Regions from separate parts of the Callithrix jacchus genome. Here region 1 is linked to region 2. The links are chromatin contacts, called in public Hi-C maps. All regions are on one chromosome and are shown on one strand. Each heading gives the region's core, a stretch centred on a gene start, on an enhancer-like site or on the middle of the called end of the contact. The rest is flanking DNA. Distances are from core to core; before and after follow the strand shown. Region 1 holds the start of IRX5 (iroquois homeobox 5). Region 2 holds the start of IRX3 (iroquois homeobox 3).

Region 1 (3,158 bases), core at 134-2,633, 630 kb after region 2:
TTTGTATATAGTTATGCTTCGGCTTGCGTGTGGCCCCATTATGCGAAGTCCCCTATATCCCGAGCTTTCGCGGCGTGCCCAAACCTGTGCCAGCCTCTGTCCTGGTTCACCAGCGCCCCTGTCTGTCCCAGAGTTCGCATGCGTCCGTGGCTTGTGGCGGCGGGAGGTGGAGAGAAGGGGAGAGGGTCTGTTTTGTATTCTGTGTGGCCTTCGTGGGCAAGGGCCCTACCTCTGACTCAGTTTTGTGTGTTTGCTGCCTCGCCAGCGCCTGAACAAACAGTGGTTGGGTTGGGCACTGCTCTGCCCAGTGTTTGCAGTGGAGCGTGGGCGGGTGCGAGAGTGCGTGCGAAGGGAACGCGACTTAGTTGAACAAAAGGGAAGGGGACCCGCACCCTCGACCACAACGGACTAGGCGATGCGAGCTGCGAGCGGATGGAAAGCCGAGAGAAAGAGGCTGCGAGGCGTGGAAGTGGAGCTAGGGAAGGTCCCGAGACCTCCTCGGGTGTCGCTAATTTTCTGTCTGGCAGTTCTTGCCCACCACTTTTTCTCTAGAAAAAGGCTACCCCCGTAGTCCCAGGCACCCAGTCTTTCGTTTGACTGGCGGGGCGGGGGGGCGGAAGGGGGTTTGATGGAAGGAAGGTGAACCGGAGACTTGCAGTCGTCTGAGGCCTGCCTCTCGCCCACCTGCTGCTGCCGGCGCGGAGTGGCAGTCTTCCCGGACTTCCTGCGCCCTGGGCGCGGGCCATCCACCGGCTCTCCCAGAGACCTTCATTCCGGATCTCCAGCTGGCTCTCGAACCCCCTGGCTTGGGGAAGGAGCCAGAGGCGGGTGGGCAACGAACGGCCTCGGAGCCCAGCCTGCGGGAGAACAAGAAATCCGCTAACTCCGAGATCTACTGCGGCCAGGAGAGCGCAGAGCGTTCGCTAGCGCACAGTCCGCTGCCTCGTCCTCTTTGTGCTTCGGGGTGGCCAGACCCGCTACAGGGCCAGCCGTGCTTCGGGACTGCCGCTCCTCCCCGAGTTACCAGGAGAGGAAAGTTGGAAGAGATCGACGCGCCTAGGATGTGGTTGTCATCCTGGGGCCGGCGCTCGAGAGTCTGAGAGAAAGCGAGAGAGAGGGAGAGACCGGGGAGGGGAAAAGGGGAGGCAAAGAGGAGGGGGAAGAGGGGGGCCGCGGAGGGGAGGCGGGCGCTAGGGAGGGGCGAGAGGAGCGCCAGCGAGCGGGAGAGGGAGCCGGGGAGGAAGAGGGAGAGGGCGAGGCGCGCCTGGCGGCGGGGTTGGCTGCGGCCGCCCAGAGGCTCCTGCCAGTCCTCCCACCGACTACACCCCGGGAAGGAGGAGCTTCGGGCGCGCACAAGGCGTCAGAATCCTCAATTTCCAACTTAGCATCTTGGCAGGACCTTTGCGAAGCCAAAAGCAGAGCCCCCCGGTGCAAAGAGCGAGGGGAAAAAAGAGAAAGCAGCAAGGGGAGGGGAGGGGGAAAAAAGCCCAGCTGGGGCGAGGGAGGCGCGCAGAGGAGCGGGCGCCGCGGTCGCAGCCAGAGGCGCGCGGGAAGCCAGCGAGGAGGCGCCGCGGGCCGGAGCCCCGGAGCCGGGGCCGGAGGAGCGGCGGCCCAGGCTAGCCAGAGGCCAGGTGCCCGCCGGCTTGCCCTCGCAGGGCGCCGCCCGGCTCGTTGGCGGCAGCGGCGCGGCGCGCCCCATGCCCGTGTGTGGCCATGTCCTACCCGCAGGGCTACTTGTACCAGCCGTCCGCCTCGCTGGCGCTCTACTCGTGCCCGGCGTACAGCACCAGCGTCATTTCAGGGCCCCGCACGGATGAGCTCGGCCGGTCGTCTTCGGGCTCCGCGTTCTCGCCCTACGCTGGCTCGACTGCCTTCACCGCGCCCTCGCCGGGATACAACTCTCACCTCCAGTACGGCGCCGACCCCGCGGCCGCAGCCGCCGCCGCCTTCTCGTCGTATGTGGTACGTGAGCGGGATCCGCTGCGGGCGAGGAGCGAGGGCAGCCGGGGCCCGGCGGGAGGGAGGGAGCGGAGGGGGACACAGGCCTAGGCGCCAACACCGACCTCTCCCGCCAAGCTTCGCTGCCCCTGCAAACTTGGGCGATTGTCTCCCCCGGCTTCTCCCAGGCCTTGGACTCAGGAGTTGCTCGGACTGAGACCCGCGTCTTGCTCGGATCGCTGAGCTGGCGGGAAGGGGTTTTGGGGGAAAGGTAGCTGCAATTAAAGAGCAGCATTTGGTGTAAACGTAACCTCCGGGCTGCCCTGCAAATGTTATATTTTTGGTTTTGTTATTTTGGAAAAGTAGATCAAAAGAAATAGACCCGGAATTTGAGCAGGAGCATGCTAAGTCTATGTAAATGTGTTTGGCCTAGCCTTTAATTAGTCCTCCAAAATGTTGCAAATCCGTAATCCTATCTTCGCAATCCGATTTGGGGGTATTAAATTTCTGAAAAGTCGGTCGAGCTGCGGTGCATCCGGGATTTTTCGACCGGGTGGTAACTTCGGTCTGGGGGTAGCATTTTTGAAGGGTGGGAGTGCCCGGGCATGGCTCAGGTTTTCTTCTGCGTTTCTTTGCTGGTTGGAAAAAGAAAAGAGCCTTGACTTCCGTTGTTTTACCCCTTGCGTCCAACGTGCGGCCGCTCCCGCGCGGATCGCGGAGTCGGCTCAGTTGCCCAGGCCTCTATCTGGATGGAGGGCCCGGCCACTGTGGTCAGATCTGCTCACCGGGTTAAGGACGTGCCCTGGTAGATGGGGGCCTACGGGGTGGCACTGAGGCCGGGACAGCTTCAGGAGCCTCCGAAGGACCTGACTCAGGAATTGAGGCCCCTCTCCCTTCTGAGGAGGGGGAGGAGTTGCTCCTGGGTCTGAACTCCGACAGCCTTGCCCCAGAGAAAGCTGGAGTGCGGGCCTCGTCCGCCCACAGACCCCGGGGAGCGCAGGGAAAAGGGTGCGTCTGTCGTTCCAGTGGGAGCGGAGACCATGGCCCACACTCACCTCTCTGCGTCTCTACTGCAGGGCTCTCCCTACGACCACACACCCGGCATGGCGGGTTCCTTGGGGTACCACCCCTACGCGGCGCCCCTGGGTTCGTACCCTTATGGGGACCCAGCGTACCGGAAGAATGCCACTAGGGACGCCACCGCTACCCTCAAGGCCTGG
Region 2 (3,453 bases), core at 716-3,215:
GGCTTGTGGCAGTCTCCGCGAGGGACCAGATCTTGGGCTTCTGCAGGGCGGAGGCAGGCGCTGGTGCGGGACCGCAGGGGTCCAGGCCCACGGGGGGCGAGGGAGGAGACGGCGAGGCCACGGCCACTGGTGGTGGCGCTGAAGCCAGACTCAGGATCGGCAGTGGCCGGTCCTCCAAGCCCTCAGAGCTGTCTTCCGAGTCGCTATTTTTGGAGTCCGAAATGGGTCCCAGGCCGAGGTCGCCATCCCTGCGCGCCGCCCCAGCCAGGGACAGCTCAGGCCCCGTGGCCGCGCCGTCTAAGTTCTCCAAATCGATCTCCTCGTCCTCGTCGTCGTCCGCCAGGCCCTCGCCCCCCGTGTCCTCCTCCTCCCCCCCGAGCTCCTCCTCCTCCAGCTCTAGCTCGCGTTTGCCGTCCTCTTCGTCCTCTTCTTCGTCTTCCTCCTCGCGCTCGCTCCCGTAAGCGTTTCCCTCCTCGTCTGTGCGGCTGCGAGGCGCCCAAGTCATCTTATTCTCCTTCTTGAGGCGCCGGCGCGCGTTGGCGAACCAGGTGGACACCTGGGTGAGGGTCATCTTGGTGATGATGGCCAGCATGATCTTCTCGCCCTTGGTGGGGTAGGGGTTCTTACGGTGCTCGTTGAGCCAGGCCTTGAGCGTGCTGGTGCTCTCCCTGGTGGCGTTCTTAGGACGGGACGGGTCCCCGAACTGGTACTGGCCATACGGGTAGAAGGCGGGGTGCGGGTGCGGAAACGCGGCGGCCGCGGCCGGATGCTGCACCCCGGGGCTGTCCTTTAGCTCATACTGCGCGCCCTGTACGCACATGGAGAAGGAAGGGACACGCGCGGAGGGAGCGCGGGTGAGACCCAGCTGTCGCTGCCTCCCTCTCCTAACCTGCACCCCGCTAGTTCGACTCCCGCGCGCTCAGCTCGCCCTGCGCCCCATTGCCAACCCCTACTTCCCCAGCTCCGCGGGCTCTTACCAGCTGCGGGAAGATGGGCAGCTCCGCGGCGTAGGGCAGGAAGGCGCCGTAGCCTTGGGCGGCGGCGGCCGCAGCGGCCGCGGCGTAGGGTGCCCCGTACACGGATGAGAGCACGTTGGACAGGGACCCCGAGGCGGCCAGCTCCGAGGCTCCGGCACCCGGACCGCCCCGGGCCCCCGCGCTGCCTCCGCTGCCGCCAGCGGTCCCCGGGCGCTCGGACGGGTAGAGCGGGCGAATGTACTGGTATCCGAGCTGGGGGAAGGACATGGTGGCCCGCGGGGCACGGACGGAGAGGGGGCCCGGCCCCCGGGCCGCCCAGCTCAGCGCCGCCGGCGGGCTCCGGCGCGCATCGGGGGCTGGGCCGGGCTGGGGCCGCGCTGCCTCCCGCGCTGCGCTGTGCTCCGCGTTCGCCTACTGATCTGCTCCGCGGCGGCGGCGGCGGCGGCGGCGGCGGCGAGGAGCCAGGTCAGGTCGGAACAGATTGGCGGAGATTCCCGGGGCTCCGGGCTCTGATTGACATTTCTACGGGGCGCAAGCCCCTCCTCTCTGCGCCGCGCTCCCTCCTCTCGGCCGCGGGAGCTGCCTCTGCCCGGCCTCGCTCCTCACTGCCCTCCTCTCCCCAGCAGTGTCGCGCCTCGCTTCCTTCGCCCTCCTCTAGTTTTCACTCCCCCTCCTCGCCCTTCCTCTCCCCTCCCCTCTCTGCACTTCTCTTCCCCCCAGGATCGCTTCCGCTCCTTCGGGCTCCCGCACTGCCCTGGACGCTAGGAAACTCTCCTTTCTCCTCTCCCCTTCTCTTTCCCTTTCTCACGGTGGCTTTTGCTCTCCGGTCCGTTCCCTTCACTTTTTTCTCTCTCACTACTTCAGTCCTTTAAATATCTCTCTTTACTCACACAATACTCCCCCCGTCCTTTCCAGTCTGTGCACCCCGAGCTAAGTGAGGCAGCCGAAAGTTGTGGACACTTAGGCTGCCGCGCGGGGGGTGTGTGTCCGTGTCTGTGTGTCCGTCCCCGCCCTTCCACCCCCTCCCTCGCCCTTCCCCAAATCTCGGGTCTGACGTCGCGCCCTCTTATTCGACTTTTCCCCGCGTCTCTTCCCAGAGTCGCCAATCGCCTGGGCGCCTTACAGGCGAGGCGGCCCACCCCCTCGGATCCTGCGCGCAGGGCGGGGCGGGGCAGGGGCGGGAGCCCGGGCGCCGCTAGTCCCTGCCCGACCCCTCCTGCCCGCGCGGGGTGGTGGAGCGTGAGGCTTGGGGACCGGGTGAGTGTAGGGTCAGCTCGCCCCTCCCGCCTCCCACCCTTCCGAGCCTCTCCCCACGCCTAGGCGCGGGACCTGCCTGGGCGGAGGCTGGCTCCGGGGGCTCCACGGTGCCCGGACCCCTTGTGCAGCTCACACCTCTGGACTCCCAGCCACTTTCAGCTGCGTAGGGAGGGAGCTAGCAGCCGGCGTGGGGGTGGGGAGCGAGGGAGTGCGTCCTAATCGCGTCTTGGAGGCCACCTCGTTGCCCTGCGGGGGCGAGGCAGCCCCCATCCTGGAGGACCAAACCCTGAGATTAGCCGCTTAACGCTGCCCTCGGGTCCGTGTGCGAATCCCTTACTAAAAATGGCGGGCTGGGTCCGGGAGCTGAAGGGTGGCAGCCGGGGGCGGGGGGGTGGGGGGTGGCTGGAAGTATAAGGAGCGGCCACAAATCGGCGTTGCAGGCCAGCGCCCCAGGCGGCGGGGATTGGGGGAGGAGCAGGGCGCCGGGCGATGGAGGCCTAGGAACTTTTGGAGAGCTCTTCGAGAAGTTTCTATATTGGCATTTTCGTCTGTAGAGATCCTTACTTGCAAGACTCCTAGCCCTGCTCCCGCACCAACCCTTTTTCTCTCTGCAAGGATCCTCCCACCGCCTCCGGTGGGGAAGGGAGGCAGAGTTTTGGTTTGATGATGGGAAACTTCCGAAATCAAACTTGAAATCCTAGGATCTGGCGCCCACCTTTCTGGATTAGGGCGTGCAGCCGACAGAGGCATGAAATTCCGAGCATTGCTGCGGCTGGGGGCTCAGAGCTTTAGGCCGCGGCGACGACCCACAGGCCGGCCAACCCTACAGTGGGCACGCCCCGGGGACAAAACAGGGGTGGCGACTCTGCCGTGGAGTGGACAGGCCCAGTTCGGAGGCGGAAACCGTCTACCTTGGATGGATGGATACAGGAATCGAATTCGAATTCCACCAGAGTGCCGGGATCAGAGGCGATCAGGGGGTCTTGGCCCCGGATGTCTCTGATCACAGCTCTGGGGAACCCAGCTCTGGAATTAAAGATGCTTCCACCTCCACTGCAGACACCCAATTTCCCAAATGGGGAGAGATGCTTCCACCTCCACTGCAGGCACACAGTTTTGATCCCACTTCCCACCTCCCACCTCTCCTTGGGTTTTGGCAACGATCTGCGGCTCCAGTAGGAGCGAATGCCAAAAAACCTTATGGTGGCGGGGGACGGAG

What was found. Hi-C and Micro-C count contacts between places; a contact is called where the count stands out from the background.
Region 1: a Hi-C map of skeletal muscle shows a contact between it and region 2, with 10 times the contacts expected there. The contact joins the promoter of IRX5 here to the promoter of IRX3 in region 2. A contact is called at or near these places in 3 of 3 Hi-C or Micro-C datasets (induced pluripotent stem cells and skeletal muscle).

Annotation. Positions count from the first base shown.
Region 1 is chr20:12,851,729-12,854,886 of calJac240_pri, forward strand. IRX5 (iroquois homeobox 5) reads left to right here and starts at 1,384. Exons shown (of 3, transcript XM_002807740.7): 1 at 1,384-1,962; 2 at 3,015-3,158. The coding sequence starts at 1,714.
Region 2 is chr20:12,222,078-12,225,530 of calJac240_pri, forward strand. It overlaps IRX3 (iroquois homeobox 3), which reads right to left and starts at 1,966. Exons shown (of 4, transcript XM_002760951.6): 1 at 978-1,966; 2 at 1-808. The coding sequence starts at 1,244. LOC118149693 (a long non-coding RNA gene) reads left to right here and starts at 2,186. Exons shown (of 2, transcript XR_004737297.3): 1 at 2,186-2,234.